2 separate regions of the Sus scrofa genome follow, and region 1 is linked to region 2. The links are chromatin contacts, called in public Hi-C maps. All regions are on one chromosome and are shown on one strand. The core of a region is the stretch at or near the end of the contact, and the rest is flanking DNA. Distances in the headings are between cores, read along the strand shown. Region 1 overlaps TRIB2 (tribbles homolog 2). Region 2 has its middle 190 kb from the start of TRIB2.

Evidence for each region. A called contact is a pair of places that touch in the nucleus more often than the background predicts.
Region 1: a Hi-C map of retroperitoneal adipose tissue shows a contact between it and region 2, with 2.1 times the contacts expected there. The contact joins two enhancer-like sites. A contact is called at or near these places in 8 of 47 Hi-C or Micro-C datasets (fetal skeletal muscle, fibroblasts, heart right ventricle and 4 more) and 1 of 2 datasets of contacts at active chromatin or transcription factors (skeletal muscle).

The regions. Positions count from the first base shown.
Region 1 is chr3:124,172,574-124,180,230 of Sscrofa11.1, forward strand. It overlaps TRIB2 (tribbles homolog 2), which reads right to left. Exons shown (of 4, transcript XM_021087824.1): 4 at 1-596. The coding sequence ends at 128. Among named protein-coding and RNA genes, the nearest start is that of TRIB2, 20 kb to the right of the region's middle. Within about 2 kb of position 1,343, at least 6 of the 83 cell types and tissues checked have an H3K27ac peak or open chromatin away from gene starts, as enhancers often do. A contact at or near this core is called in retroperitoneal adipose tissue, where this site is marked.
Region 2 is chr3:124,002,749-124,009,363 of Sscrofa11.1, forward strand. No RefSeq gene overlaps it. Among named protein-coding and RNA genes, the nearest start is that of TRIB2, 190 kb to the right of the region's middle. Within about 2 kb of position 3,268, at least 6 of the 83 cell types and tissues checked have an H3K27ac peak or open chromatin away from gene starts, as enhancers often do. A contact at or near this core is called in retroperitoneal adipose tissue, where this site is marked.

The sequences.
Region 1 (7,657 bases), core at 93-2,592, 170 kb after region 2:
CCAAGAAGCCTGTGAATGTCAGTGTCTTTCTTGCTACCAAGCCAGGCGACATGTGTTCCCTGGAAGAACCCCTCTCTGCTGCCCTCTCTCGCTCCTGGTACCTGCTCAGTCTCTGTGGGGCGTGAGCTCAGTTAAAGAAAGGGTCCAAGTTCTCTTCCATGTTGACATCCGGCACCAGCTGATCAGACGCTTCCTTAGCACCATATCCTGAATTCGAGACGCTAAAATCTGTAGAAAACCAAGGATGGTCCAGAATCTCCTGCGAGGTCAGCCTCTCTGAGGGCTCCCGCCGCAGGATGCTTCGGATGAGGCACTTGGCCTTGGGCGACAGGGTCTCTGGAATGTTGAACTGGCCGCGCCGGATCTTGCTGAAGAGGGAGCTGGGCTCAATGTCATGGAAAGGGTACCGCCCGACCAGCATGGTGTACAGCATCACGCCCAGGCTCCACACATCAGCCGCCTTGCCCGAGTAGCTGCCGCTGGTGTTCAAGATCTCCGGGCTGACGTACGCCGGGCAGCCGTGTTTGTCAGAGAGGGAGTCATCGTCTCCTCGTAGAATGTAGGCATCTTCCAAGCTCTCCAGCTTGACCCGAGTCCTGCAAGAAAGGGAGGAGGACGTGAGCCAGGAATCCCACCATCGCATCACAGCTCTCGCTCTGTTGCCCATCGCGTCATCCATCCATTCACGCATTCACTGGACCAGCCACGCACTCCTTACTGGGTGCCTTCGAGGTGCCAGACCCTATTCCCGGCGTTAAGGACCCAGGAGTAGACAAGACTGGCAAAGACCCTGCATGGAACTTATGATCTACTGGGGGACTCAACCTTCATCAAGGAATCACACCAAGAGCTTAGTAACGTTGTTAAAGTCATCTGTGTGATGATGGAGATTCGTGAGATCTGAACTCGGATCTGGCCAGCTGGGAAGCCCACGGGAGCTCTGTCCAGAACTCCTGGCACTCTTGTGGCTAACACAACACAATGCAGGAGCAAGGACCTGCCCCTCGAGGGTGTTTGGGCTTCACAACAGTCCTTTTGTTAGTTGTGGGGGATTTTACTATCCCATTTTACAGATCAGAACATTGAGGCTCAGTGAGTTTGAGAAAGCTGCCCAAAGCCTCCTAGTCCGGAAATAGAGAAAACGTGACCTCACGTCTTTCTAAGGCAACCAGCTTGCTCCTTCCACTACCGCAAGCTGCCTCTCTTAGGACACAAGCAGGGCCAGGGAATGTTTGCTCAGACGCGCATCCCACCACCCCGCCCTTCCACAGTCATCCTCAGCTTCTTTCCAAAATTTCCTGAAGTCACCTCCTGTCCTGGGCATCACACTCCAGGGTCTGGTCCTTGACCTGGGACACACGTGACTTCGGTTGCCTGGGCCCTCCACCAATGCCAACACACATGCGGTTCTGATGTCTCACGTGGGTGCAAGGCCGTGTGTGTGTGTGTGTGTGTGTGTGTGTGTGTGTGTGTGTGTGAATCTTCCCCTGACCATCAAAGGACCACTAAGCTGGCTGACAGGGAGGCAGGACTCTCCTGGGTACAAGGGGGAAGAACAGAGGTGGAGGAATTCTGTATGAAACTCCAAGCGCCTGGACCCTCACACGCATCTGTATGCACAAGGGCTTGATACCATCACCGAGCACAAAATGACTAAGTGTTCAGAGCCCCAGGCCCAGCCAGCATTCCCTCCTTAGCCCAGGACCTCCTGAGACCCACCTGCATCCCTGCCCTACGGTCTCTGAGTGGCAAGTGAGGCGTGATGACCTTCCAGTGCTTAGCACCGACATCCTCCTGCCGGTCCCCGGCCAGAACGCCGCCACCACCAAGGGCCATGGTTCTCAGGCCCAGGCAAGTCAGCCACATTCCATCACCCTGACGAAGGCCTGCCACCAAGGTGACAGGGGACAGGGGGAGGGGCTGGAATCAGGACCACGTGGATAGTGCCAAGGAGATCCTACAAGGCCCATTTCACTCACGGCAGTTGGTCCCTTCATCTCAAAAGTACCCATCAAAACATCCACCCTGGGCCCTGCTGCCCTGAGGTGTCAGGAGGCTCAAAGGAGCAGAGAGCAGAAAAGTGTTTAGAGAAAGCACGGCAAGGCTTTAGTCCTAAGTCAGAGCTTGTGACGCGGGTCCACCCACTGCCGTTTCTCTTTCTTTCTCCAACTGCAGCTCTTAGCCTTTCAGGGCGGTCACCAGGGCTCCTCAGAGAGCCACAGACGGGAGGCGAGCCTCAGGTCACTCCAAGGAGAACGGCTGCGAGTTCTCCAGATCAAAAGGTCTGATGAACCCTGGGCTGATCCCAAGACCCCGTGTTTGGATCACAGGAGTTTCAAACACCAAGGGGAGACAACCTCCCTGCCCTCACTTCCATCAGGCAGCAAGAAATAGCTGTGGTCACTGGATAAAGGTGCTGGGCTAGGAGCTCAGAAAGCAGACTCCAGGCCAGACTACATCTCTTACCTGCTGTGTGGCTGTGAGGGAGTCACTAAACCTCTCTGTTCTGGGTCTTAAAGCGGAGTGTTGAACAAGGCAGCCTTTTTTTTTTTTTAACTAAACATTTTTTTTATTGTGGTACAATATACAGAAGATACAATTTACCATCCTAACCATTTTTAAGTGTACATTTCAGTAGCATTAAGTTATGCATCCATCTGGACAAGGCAGTCTTTAGGTCTCTGCCAGTTTTAACATTCTGGGATTCTGGAATATATAGCAACACGTCTTTTTATCTGCTCACCCATATTCTATTATAATCCATAATGTACGTGCCCTTCTCTCCCCCTTCAGTCCTGATCTGTAAAAACAGGAAGAGTCTGGATGTGCTAAGCTGGAATTGAGCAGATTAAAAACAAATCTCCCTTCTGCTGCTTCTAATCGAAGGTGGCAGGTGGAGCTGACCTCCTCCGGCCTCACTAGCTGTTCAGAGACTGGAGGTGAGTCAGGGAAACCCACAGGCGGCCGGGAGGGGTTCTCTCCGCAGTTCCCACCCCCCTCAGCAGCAGCCGCCGCTCCCGCCCAGCTTCAGGACCAGCCAGGCGCCTCACCTCCGAGTTCACTGTCTTGGCAGCAGAGAAGCTAGGGGAATAATTACAGCGGTGGGAGCCTCAACAACAAGGCCTCACACCTGTGTGATAAGGCAACATGGTCCAGTGGAAGGAGACTTGGAGGCAGAGGGCTGGGTTTGGGGCTGGGTTTCTCCGCCAAGACCCTCGGGCGCTATCTCAGCTCATCCAATCATCCAAGTGCCGGGGGGGAGGGGGGGGGTGCTGTCCTCTGCAGAGGCTGTGGGGTGACCATGCTTCAGCCCCACTCCCTCGCTTCCGATCCTGCCTCTGCAACGGTTCCTCACACACACTGACTAACCACAGCCCTTCCCGGGCCGCTGCACGAGCCAGCCCCCCGCCCCCGCCACTGCCCAGGAAGATTCTTCCTCCAGATATGCGAACCGCTCACTTTTGCCAGGGCTCTGCTCAAATGCACCTTATTAAAGAGTCCTTGCCTACACAAAGGAGCGCCCCCCCCCGGTCCCCCATCCCGGCCTGGCCTACTGACATTGACATTGACCCGGTTCCGCAGGTCGGTTCCATGTATCAAGATGCCGCTGGTCATTGCAGGGGCATCGCCTCATTCCCCACCTCCAGGGGCTCGTGGGCAGGTGGCCCAGGTCACTCGGAATGTAGAGAACACCACTGGCATTTCTGGCGGTACCTCCAGCCCCTAGACTGGCACCCAGCACCACCCGGCAGGCACGCAATCCAAAAGTAGGGGACAGTCAGTCAGTGGGCTCATTCTTTAAAGGAACATCTGGCCCTGCTCTGGGTAAAGGAATTAAACTTCCTAGCATTGCATGGAGGGCCGGTGAAGGCTCTGGCAGTCAGAGCATCTCAGGTGCCTGTTCTGCCGCGGACAGCGCGGCGGGAGGGAGAGGTGGCTTCCAGGACCTTTCACGGGACAGACTTCACCACTTCGAGCTCTTTGTGCTAAGCCAATTCTAAAGCCCTTTTTCACTCTTAGCCCCTTCCAGGTGCTGGCTTTCTCCTTCACCCTGTAACCCCCCACCCGCTCCCATCCAGGCAGCAGCGACCTCCCTTCCATGCACAACGCTCTTCTGGAACCCTTCTCCGGATCAGAGACAGAGAGAGGCCTTGGAAAATGGCCAAGATCTCTACCTTGTCAATCAACCCCCACCCCCTTCACCAGAATTCACCGCTCTCCTCCTTCAGATCAAGACAAGAGCTCAGGAGCTACATAAATACTTCATGAATTTGAGAGTGAGATTTAAAAAACAAAACCAAAAACCCACCACTCATGCTGCTGACTTCTGCTGCCCCTAAGCCGATCCATCTGCCACTCGGTCCTCGTCCCTTCAGAGGCTGAGCTCTCGGCGGCGGCGGGGAGGGTCTGGATCTGCTGGTCACACCGGGTTCAGTGCCAGGAAAACCAGGCCAGTTCAGAGTCAGTCAGAGACCTGGGTTCATGGTCTGGCTTTTGGCAATGCCCAAGCACCCTGTATCATACACTGTCTATATACTTAAGCATGCGTTAAGTATCCACAGAGATTTTCTCTTTAAAATTTATAAAATCAGAGTTCCCACTGGGGCTCAGCAGGTTAAGAACCTGACCAGTATCCATGAGGATGTGGGTTCCATCCCTGGCCTTGCTCAGTGGGTTAAGGATCCGGCATTGCCATGAGCTGTGGTGTCAGTTGCAGACTCCTCTTGGATCCCGTGTTGCTGTGGCTGTGGTGTAGGCCGGCATCTACAGGTCCAACTCGACCCCTAGCCTGGGAACCTCCATATGCCGCAGGAGCAGCCCTAAAAAGACAATAAATAAATAAATAAATAAAATCAACTTCCAAGGCAAGGAATTGTTACTCCTTCATGTGGACACTGAGTCCAGTACTCAGAGAGGTTGGTAGCTCATCTGGCTGGGAAGACTTGTTAGGGGCTGAGGGCTTACCTCTCTCTAGGCTGAGGGCTTAGGCCCATCCCCACCCACCTGAGCACCTGCTGGAGGAAACCAGGCCAGGCTGGCTGCGTCAGCCAGGCCCCCGCCTGGCGGGTGGCACCCTAGCCGCCCAGGATGAGGGAGCTGGCTGCTTCTGGGCGGGCCTCCCAGGCAGGGGAGGGGCGGAGGGGGAGAGAAGCCTGGAAAAGGATGGGGCGGAAACAGCACTCCAGGCATTCTTCTGACCTTGCGCCCCTCTGGGAACATCCTGAGCTTGTTTACATCAGTCCCAGGCAAGGGTCGAGGCAAGCGGTCTGGATTACGTCTTTCAACAAAGACCTTCCGGGGTGCACACAGCTCGGGGACCTGAGCCAGGCTGGAGCTCCAGCCCCAGTCCCCATGGATGGACGTGCTACCCAACTGCAGGACCATTCTGTCCGGAAGGTGTCAGGGGCCTTCAGGGGTGCCTGGCCGAGCGCCTACACCTGCCAGGACGGGAGGAAGGGAATGAACAAGTCTTTCCGCTCCCGATGCCCCTGATCAGTCTGGGGCTTAGCGATTTCCAGGCAGAGGAATCAATTTTCAGAGAAATCAACAGGAGCGTCGGTGGCCCTAGTAATTCATACATCCCACGAATCGTGTGGGCATTTCGACTACACACGGGAGAGGCAGCCGCGACACGTCTCACCCATCACCTTGGTTTCCGTGAAGATTAAACCAAACAATGCAAGTAGAGTATCTATCCAAGACCCTGGAGAGTAAATCTATACAAAAAATGGGGGAACCCCGAATTGATGTTATTAAGACAAGGCTCAACCTTCAGCCCTGAAGCCTGGAGGAAGAGGTGAACGAGCCTTAGGCAGAATGAAATGGATATGAATTCTGTCCCCGGGTTCCTCCCCAGGCCCTTTGCACTTGTTTTTCTTTTCCCCTGCCTAGAATGTTCTTCCTCCAGATATGTGCCCAGCTCACTCCTGCTCACATTATTCAGTACTAGCGAAAGGAATCAGGATGGGCTTCCTGGAGGCGGTGAGACTAGAGACGGTACATGAAGACTAGAGATTCCTCAGAGTGACAAGGGAGGACAGTGGCAAGGATTTGTGTGACCAAAAACTGTCCATGACAGTGCTTATCTCTCGCAGCTTCTGGGAGGAGGAGAAAGTCCTAAGCCAGGAGCCCCAAGCAGGGCGGATAGATTGGGCTGACAGGCTGCATCCCTGCCTGGGCTTTGTAACCTGTCCCAGGCAGAGCCGGGGGACAGTCTGCTTTTCAACCTCTAATGAACAAGGCTGACATCAGGGGCAGCCTGGACCCGACGTGCAGGGCCAGGCCAGTGCCAGGCCTTGTGTCAGTGGATCCTGAGCCAGGCGAGGAAGCCAGAACCAGCAGGAGCCAGTTCCACTCCCTGCAACCCCCCATGGAGGGAGCAACCCCACTGGCCTTGGAAGCCGGGACCCTATGTGATGTCCTGCCCACCCTTCGCAGAGGCATCCGTGGCTCCCTAGGGGCCACTAAATCCAGCAGTGACCACAGGCTCTTCCAGCCTTAGTTTCCCTTCCATCAAATGAGAACCAATGGTACACAGCCTGAAAAGGGCGTTTCTGGCTTCAAACTTCCTGATTTTACCTTTTCTTTAACTCTTAAGCTATAGGGACTGCACCACTTCCTACATAACATCCTGACATTGATACAGTAATTATAGTAACAACAATAATAAGGATTATGAATTAACCATTGACCAAATGCTGGGCGTTTTTTCAGTCTGTGTGTCTACTTCCCATAACAAAATGGAGAGGCAAATATTATAAGTCCAAACTTCCTAAAAAAATAAGGAAACTGAGGCAGAGAATGAAGGTTAGAGTAACTAAAAAAAAAACTGAGCTCTGATGCAAATCAGGAAGATTCTAACACTGGTGCCCTGTCCAAAATACAGCTGCGGCATCAACATCACAGATTACTTGGTGTCAGAGACAGAGAAACAGAGAAACTTTTTTTTTTTGTTTGTTTTTAGAGCTGCACCCATGGCATATGGAAGTTCCCAGGCTAGGGGTTGAATCAGAGCTGCAGCTGCTGGCCTACACCACAGCCACAGCGACGTGGGATCTGAGCCGCATCTGCTACCCACACCACAGCTCATGGCCACGCTGGATCCTTAACCCACTGAGCGAGGCCAGGGATCGAATGTGCAACCTCATGGATCCTAGTAGGATTTGCTAACCACTGAGGCATGACAGGAACCCCTGAAAGAGAAACTTTTAAAGGAAGATCCTAGAGTTATGGAGACAAACATGGCCCCGGGTTTATTCAGCACCACATCACACACAAACGCATCAGATACAGGACCTAATGGCTGCAGTTCATGGGCTGGATGGTGGTAGCTGGTCCTGCCCATTTACTAGATGAAGAAACTCAGGTGGAGAAGGCAGACGTGACTGGTCTAAGGCCACCTGGCAAGAGTGGCAGAGCTGGGATCTAAACCCAGGCTTTGTGGTGCTCCATCCAAAATACAAACAACGGCATCCGCAAGCCAATCGTGCTTTGCTTTTCGACCTGAAACCCCACCCTGGCCTCTCAGCAGGAGGAGATCAGGACAGGGTGGGCCCGGGTGAGGCCAGGCTGGAGTTCAGCCAGACCAAGTGGGTTTGGCCTGGATGGGAAGTCCGGTGGCCTGAGGTCAGTGGAATCCAGAAGGCACTGAAGGCCT
Region 2 (6,615 bases), core at 2,018-4,517:
GCCCAGTGGGTTAAGGATTTGGCATTGTCACCACTGTGGCCTGGGTTCCATCCCTGGCCTGGGGAACTTCCACATGCCACAGGCGTAGCAAAAAACAAAAGAAAAAATAAATTGTCCAGTAATTGGAATTATTTATTTAATTTGTGGTACATTTATATAATGAGATGAGGCAGCCATAAATAATGAAAAAGCACAAGGTATTTTAGGAAATGCAAATTATCTCTCTTTCCAGAACATCAGTCTATCAGCTGCATGAATCAGGGGCTCGTCTGTTTAATTCACTGTCATAGCTTTGGAGCTGTGAGGAGACCTCCAAAAAATATATGTAGAAAGAATAATTGTTAAATGCAGTAGGAAGGATTATAAAATGACCCATGACGTTGGTCCCCAGTTGGCACACCCATGGTATGTAAGATTATACAGCAAAAGGGATTTTGTGATGTAATGGAGGTTACTAATCAGTTGAGCTTAACATAGGAGAGATTATCCAGGGGCCTAACTGAATGAACCTAATTTAAGGACCCTTTAAAACAAAGCGATTTCTGCCAATTGATGCAGAAGGGGAAGGCAGGGAGTTGAGAGCCGGGGGAGGTCTCCATGGCTGAGATGGAGGGGCCACTGACGAGGACCTGAGAGTAGCCTCTGGGTATGAACAGTGGTCTCTGGCCAGCACCCAGCAAGGAAAAGGGGGTCTCAGTCCTACAACTACAAAAAATTGACTTCTGCCGACAACCTGAGTCAGCTTGGAAGCAGAGTCTCAGGCAGAGAGTCCAGCCCCAAACTCAGCCCCACAGTCACCTTGAGACCCTGAGCACAGAGCCCATCAAGCCTGCCTGGACTGCTGATCTAGATAACAATGAGATAAAAGGTTGAGCCACAAAGTTTGTGGTAATTAGGTAGATAGCAATAGAAATCTAATGTATTAGATAAAATAAGCAGGCTACAATATAGTACTTCCAATGGCTTGTAAATGCAGGTATCTATCAGTTTGTGCAGGAAATCTAGCTAAATTATATGCATGACGATATTACCAGAGGTGTTTTTTTTGTTTTGTTTTGTTTTGTTTTTCCTTTGGTGGGGCAATTACGCTAAGCTGAATAGAATTTAACAGGTTGACATCTGGAAAGTTCGATAAGCTAATATTATCATGGGTTAAATTTTCATGGGTTCACAGAAGAAACATGGCCATTCTCTAAGTCCTTCTCCAATGTCACCTCATCATTGGAATTAATCAGTACTTGTGATCTGCACACAGAAGAGTGTAATTCTGACTTTGAGATAGGAATAATCAGCTTTCAAAAACCTAAGTTCACCACTTACAAGCTTTTTTTAAACTTGGATAATTTGAATAATCTCATCTCACTTTAGTTTCCTCAAATCTGAAATGTGAATGAGTGTAGTCACCAGGTCGGGTCCTTGTGAAGAGATGGTGAGATGATGATTACAGACCAGATAGTTATTACTGAGTGCCTGATACCCTGCAGGGCGGGTGCTCCCTGAGTTATAGTTCTTGTATTCATCAGTAGTGAGCTGCTGTAGTATTGTCTTTTGGTCTTTCCCATGGTTCTTCTGTAAGTCTATCCTAATATTCTCAAGTGCCTAGCACAGTGCCTGGTACCTACCAGGTGCTTGGAAATGCCTAGTTCAATTCATGCATGGAAGAGTAAAATAAATGTTACTAAAATTAAATGTTCGGCTCATGAGGCAATGCAGACTGCAGTAACACAGGACAGCCACAAGATGTCAATATAAAAAGGAAAGCTCTGCATTTCAGGAATATTCTGGATAATTTGTCTCTTCCCTCTCCTAGAACTCCAGGGAAAAGACACCATTGCGATACTATGATGGCAGAAAGCAAACTGTTTAGAACTTCCCTCTTATTTCACTGTGTAGATCAATGCCTTAAAAACACAACTCCTGATTTTCAGAGCAAAATATTTGTGCTGAGCTAGTAGACCTAAACATAGACCCTGGAGACCTCACTTGGGGACAGTTTTATTTGTGCAGCCCTTTTCCTATCCCTGCCTTAAATCTGCATCTCTGGGCCTGGTAGAGAGGCAACATGATGGAACAGAAGAAAAGGCGGAGTCAAAGATTCTGACTCCACTGCTTACCATTGATGTGTCTATGCAAGTTTCCCAACCTTTCTGAACTTCATTTTGCCATGTGAAAAAAGGAAGAAAACAAAGATATAGAGATGACAGATGGGTGTTGCAAACATAGAGATTTCAACTGAACAGCAATCTCCAAAGACTAGTTCCCAGAGGATCCTGGAATCAAAAAGAAGAATCTTCTTTGCAGTTCTGGAAGGATTTGGGCACTGAGCCCACAGCTACTTGGCCTGGAGAATCCCATCTCTAACAGATCAACAAATTCTCTGAATAAGGCTTAGCTGGATGTGGCCCCCAACAGGAACTTTCCCTTTCAAAAAACACACTCTGTTGAGCACAAGAAAAAAAAAAGGCTCTTCACCAGACTCTAGAAAAGGGTGTGGATGTCATTGTCTCCCCGGCTTCCTGTGGTCGCCATAAAATCTCCAAGCAGAGTATTCTGGGCTCATAAAAACGTCCACAGCCCGTTTCTCATCTGCTTTAATGATGTTTCCTAATGGCTGACATTGACATTGGTGTCTTTTCTCTGGGGAAATGGTTGGGAGCCTGGCTTTCCCCTTCCCCAAAATAGCTGGTGCAAATGGCCCAGGAGCTGGAATGCAGAGCAACGATTTTTCTCTTCCCACGAAGAGATATATCCTCCAAAATATGGGACCTCTGCCTTATTTCCTGAGGCAACAGGCTGAGAGGTCCCATTGCCACCAGAAGGCAGTCACGCCCCCGCTGAAGGAGCCCGGCCCAATCATGTTGACCAGGAGCCCTGGACAGAGAATCAAGCAATCGATGACGGGAAAAAAAAAAAAACAAAAAACCTTAGTATTGATTATCTGTGAAAGATGTTTTATGAGCTACATTTTGTAAATAAGGAGATCTTATTTAGAAAAGGAAGCACATTATTCTGTTCCAAGTATGTGTTCACTTCACTTGATCAGGTCACTTCAAAGAAGCTAAGAGGAAAACCATTCCTGGGCATGAATAGCTCCGGGGATAAATACAAGCCTTGTACCCAGGACGGTGATGAGAAGGCGGTGTGTTGAGGTCCCGGGGAAGAGGGCGCCCTGAGAATGTAGACGTGGGAGGTGTGAACTGGGACTGGGAGCCACGTGGAGGCTGGTTGGAGCAGGACCCTCCTTTGCCATCACTCACTGACCACCCATCTCAGGCCACATGGGCGGGGCCTCCCGGAGGTGGGCAGTGCCTAAGGAGGGCTCAGCCTTATCCCGGGCCTGGGGAGATGAGGATGAATAATGTTCGATATTGTTCTCCAAGTGCTCACACATTAGAGGGGGAGGAAAAAGCATAAAGGCTGAGTACACACTGGGGGAGAAGTGAAGACAGTGCTCCAGGGTGGGCGGAGTAGGATGCTCATTCCCAGTCTCTGCTGGCCACCAGAACGTTCTCTTCTGAGTCACCATTTGATAAGGAGCCCGTCACTGCTCCCTTTCGGGGTCCAGTTTGGTTTTATAAAACAGAAGTGTTTCTTCTGATGGCCCTGACTTGTTTGAACTTCAGCGGTTGGAGAAGACCCGCTGGCACATCATAAAGACCCAAGTTCAGGAGCTCCCACTGCGGCACAGTGTGTTAAGAATCTGAGTGCAAGAGTTCCGGTTGTGGCGCAGTGGAAACAAATCGGACTAGCATCCATGAGGATGCAGGTTCGATCCCTGGCCTTGCTCAGCGAGTCGGGGATCTGGCGTTGCGGTGAGCTGTGGGGTAGGTCGCAGATGCAGCTTGGATCCCGAGTTGCTGTGGTGTGGTGTAGGCCAGAAGCTGTAGCTCTGATTCGACCCCTAGCCTGGCAACTTCCATATGCCGCAAGTGCGGCCCTTAAAAAAAAGAAAAGAATACTGTACAGTAGAAAATTGAAAGAACACTGTAAACCAACTATAATAGAAAAAATAAAAGTCATTAAAAAAAAAAAAAAAGAAAAGAAGAACCTGAGTGCAGCAGCTCCGTGGACGCAGAGGTGCAGGTTCGATCCCCAGCACAGCACAGTGGGTTAAAGGATCTGGCAGTTGCTGCAGCTTTGGCGTAGGTCATCACAGCTGGGTTTGGATTCAGTCCCTGGCCCAGGAACTTCCATATGCCGTGGGGTGGGGAAAAAAAAAAAAAGTTTGCCACAACAACAACAAAAGACCAAAGTTTAAATAAATCGTGACTCCTCCCCTTAGATCTTCAGTTTCCTAAACCCTAAAAATAAGACAAACAATGCATCGCTTAGTTTTTTGCCTTTGTTGGTCAAAGGGAATTAACAGAACGGATCCGTGGTTAGTGCAGAGTAGAAACCCCATGCACATGCGCAGGGTAACCCTCTCTTGCTCTTCCCTACGCCCCTGGCTCCATCTAGCCCTGCACGTGTGTTGTTATTTAAATAATGCTGCTAATAATAAAACAAAACACCACTATTCACCCTCTTCTGGGTAATGGCTGTGTCGTTCTTCCACAATCATAGCGTTTGATTTTACTGCCGCCTTCTCTGTTGGGAAGGATGCCTGTTTATCTGCTCTGGCCTTGGGTTCACTCCTCCCAGCCCCCAGGAAATGACTTTCGGGAGCCAGGGTAGGAGGGGGTGGGTGTGAAGAAGCTTAACCTGCAGGTGGAAAGCCCAGCCACTCACTCTTCTCCAGTGTCTTTTCTGTTTCTGGACCTTTTTTTTTTTTCAGACTCTCCTCCTCTCTCACCCCTCCCCCCGGATTATATTGCATCTGGGTGTCTAAATCCTGCTCACAGCTGTGCCAATGCCGTCTCCACTCTTTCCATCTGCCTGTTTGTTTTTCTTGGTTTTCGTTTGCAGTCTGCTATTTTGTATAAGCAAAATTATCCTTTCATGTCTTACCCGTTTCAGCGGTTTCTTCTGGTTATTGTAAACGGCAGCATCTGTGGTGCTTGTCTCCTAATTATATTTCCAGCCCCTTAATAGGAAGGGCAACCAGGCATATGGAACAGCAATACGGAGCCTTCTGCCTCTTTGACCTCCTTGTAGGACTCCTCACAGAATCTCCAAACTTCCGAGGCTGTTTCATTGAGCTCGGCTTGCTAAGATAATGCACAAACGTCTGCTTTATAGGCATGATGATAATACAGATTTAAACACAGATCTGGGTATGTTTTTCTCCTAGATGAGTCATCATGACTCTGAAAGTATGACTCTATAAGTAGGTATATGTCTCCAGTTTCCTGGTTCTAGTGATACCCAAATTATTGCTTATTTTTAGACTAATTTGGACAGCTGCATTAAAGTAAGAACAAAGAGGACAGGAATGGGAATCAAGAGGCCTGAATGGAAGACCCAACATGGATATTAACTTTCTGGATGTTTTGGAGACAGTTCCTCAAACTCTCTTGATCTTAATTTCCAAATCAGATACATTCACAGCTGGAGTAGGTCCTCTAGGAGGTAAATGAGCAGGATTGACTCAATCAGGTGTTCACTGAACAGTAATGTATTAGGCTATAGTCCTTGTTCCAAAAGGAGCTCGCAGTCTAACAATGGGGAAAGAAAATGAGTGTACAAATGGAAAGCACAAATAGGTCTCTGCATTGTTTGTAAGCTGATCAATTCCAGTGGCGCATTTCTGTAAAGGGCAAAATTGCAAGTATTTCAGGCTTATAACACATACAGTCTCCATTGCGGCTACTCTACTCAGCTGTTACAGTGTAAAATCTGCCCTAAGTAAGCTGCAAAAGAGCATGGCTGTGTTCTAATAAAAGCCGGTGGTGGGCTGGACTTGACCTGCAAGCTGCAACTTGCTCACCATCGAACTAGTCACAGATGTATTGCATTAAAGTTACTCTTTAGTGGCTTCTACATTCTCTTATGAGAAAGACAAAGCCTATAACATGGCCTCAGGGTTCGATAAGACGCAGTCCCTGATTTCCTCCCCCACAGGGACCAGGAGCTTCCCTGCTCCCCATTCTCCATATTATTCCAACACCAAAGAGCCCTCACAGTTTTATTGCAGCAAGACCTACTCCTTCCTGCTTGGCACCCGGCTCCTTGTACCCTGCCTTTTCCTCCAAACCTCCACCCCTTCATCTTGTTAATGTCTATCATCCTTCAGAGAGCAGCCTATACATCATCACTTCATGGAAGCCTTCCTGGATTCCCCAAACGAGATATACTGCTATGCATCTATACTCTCCCTGCCCCGCTACGCGTCTCTTTCATAGCCTCTATAGCAATTGTAATTCCTTATTTAATTGTGTGATCGAATCTTTAATTCTTAAGTGCCCCTCCCTGTCAAGTGTCAGTTCCATGAGAAGAGCACCCGTATGTGTCTTGATTTTTTACAGTTTTATTTTAGCATTTGCAGCAGAGCCTGGAAACGAATACAACTTTAAGAGGCATTGTTTTTGTTTGTTTGTTTTGGTTTGGTTTTGCCTTTTTCTAGGGCCGCACCTGCGGCATGATGGAGGTTCCCAGGCTAGGGGTCTAATCGGAGCTGTAGCCTCTGGCCTACACCACAGCCACAGCAACTTGGGATCCGAGTCATGACGGCGACCT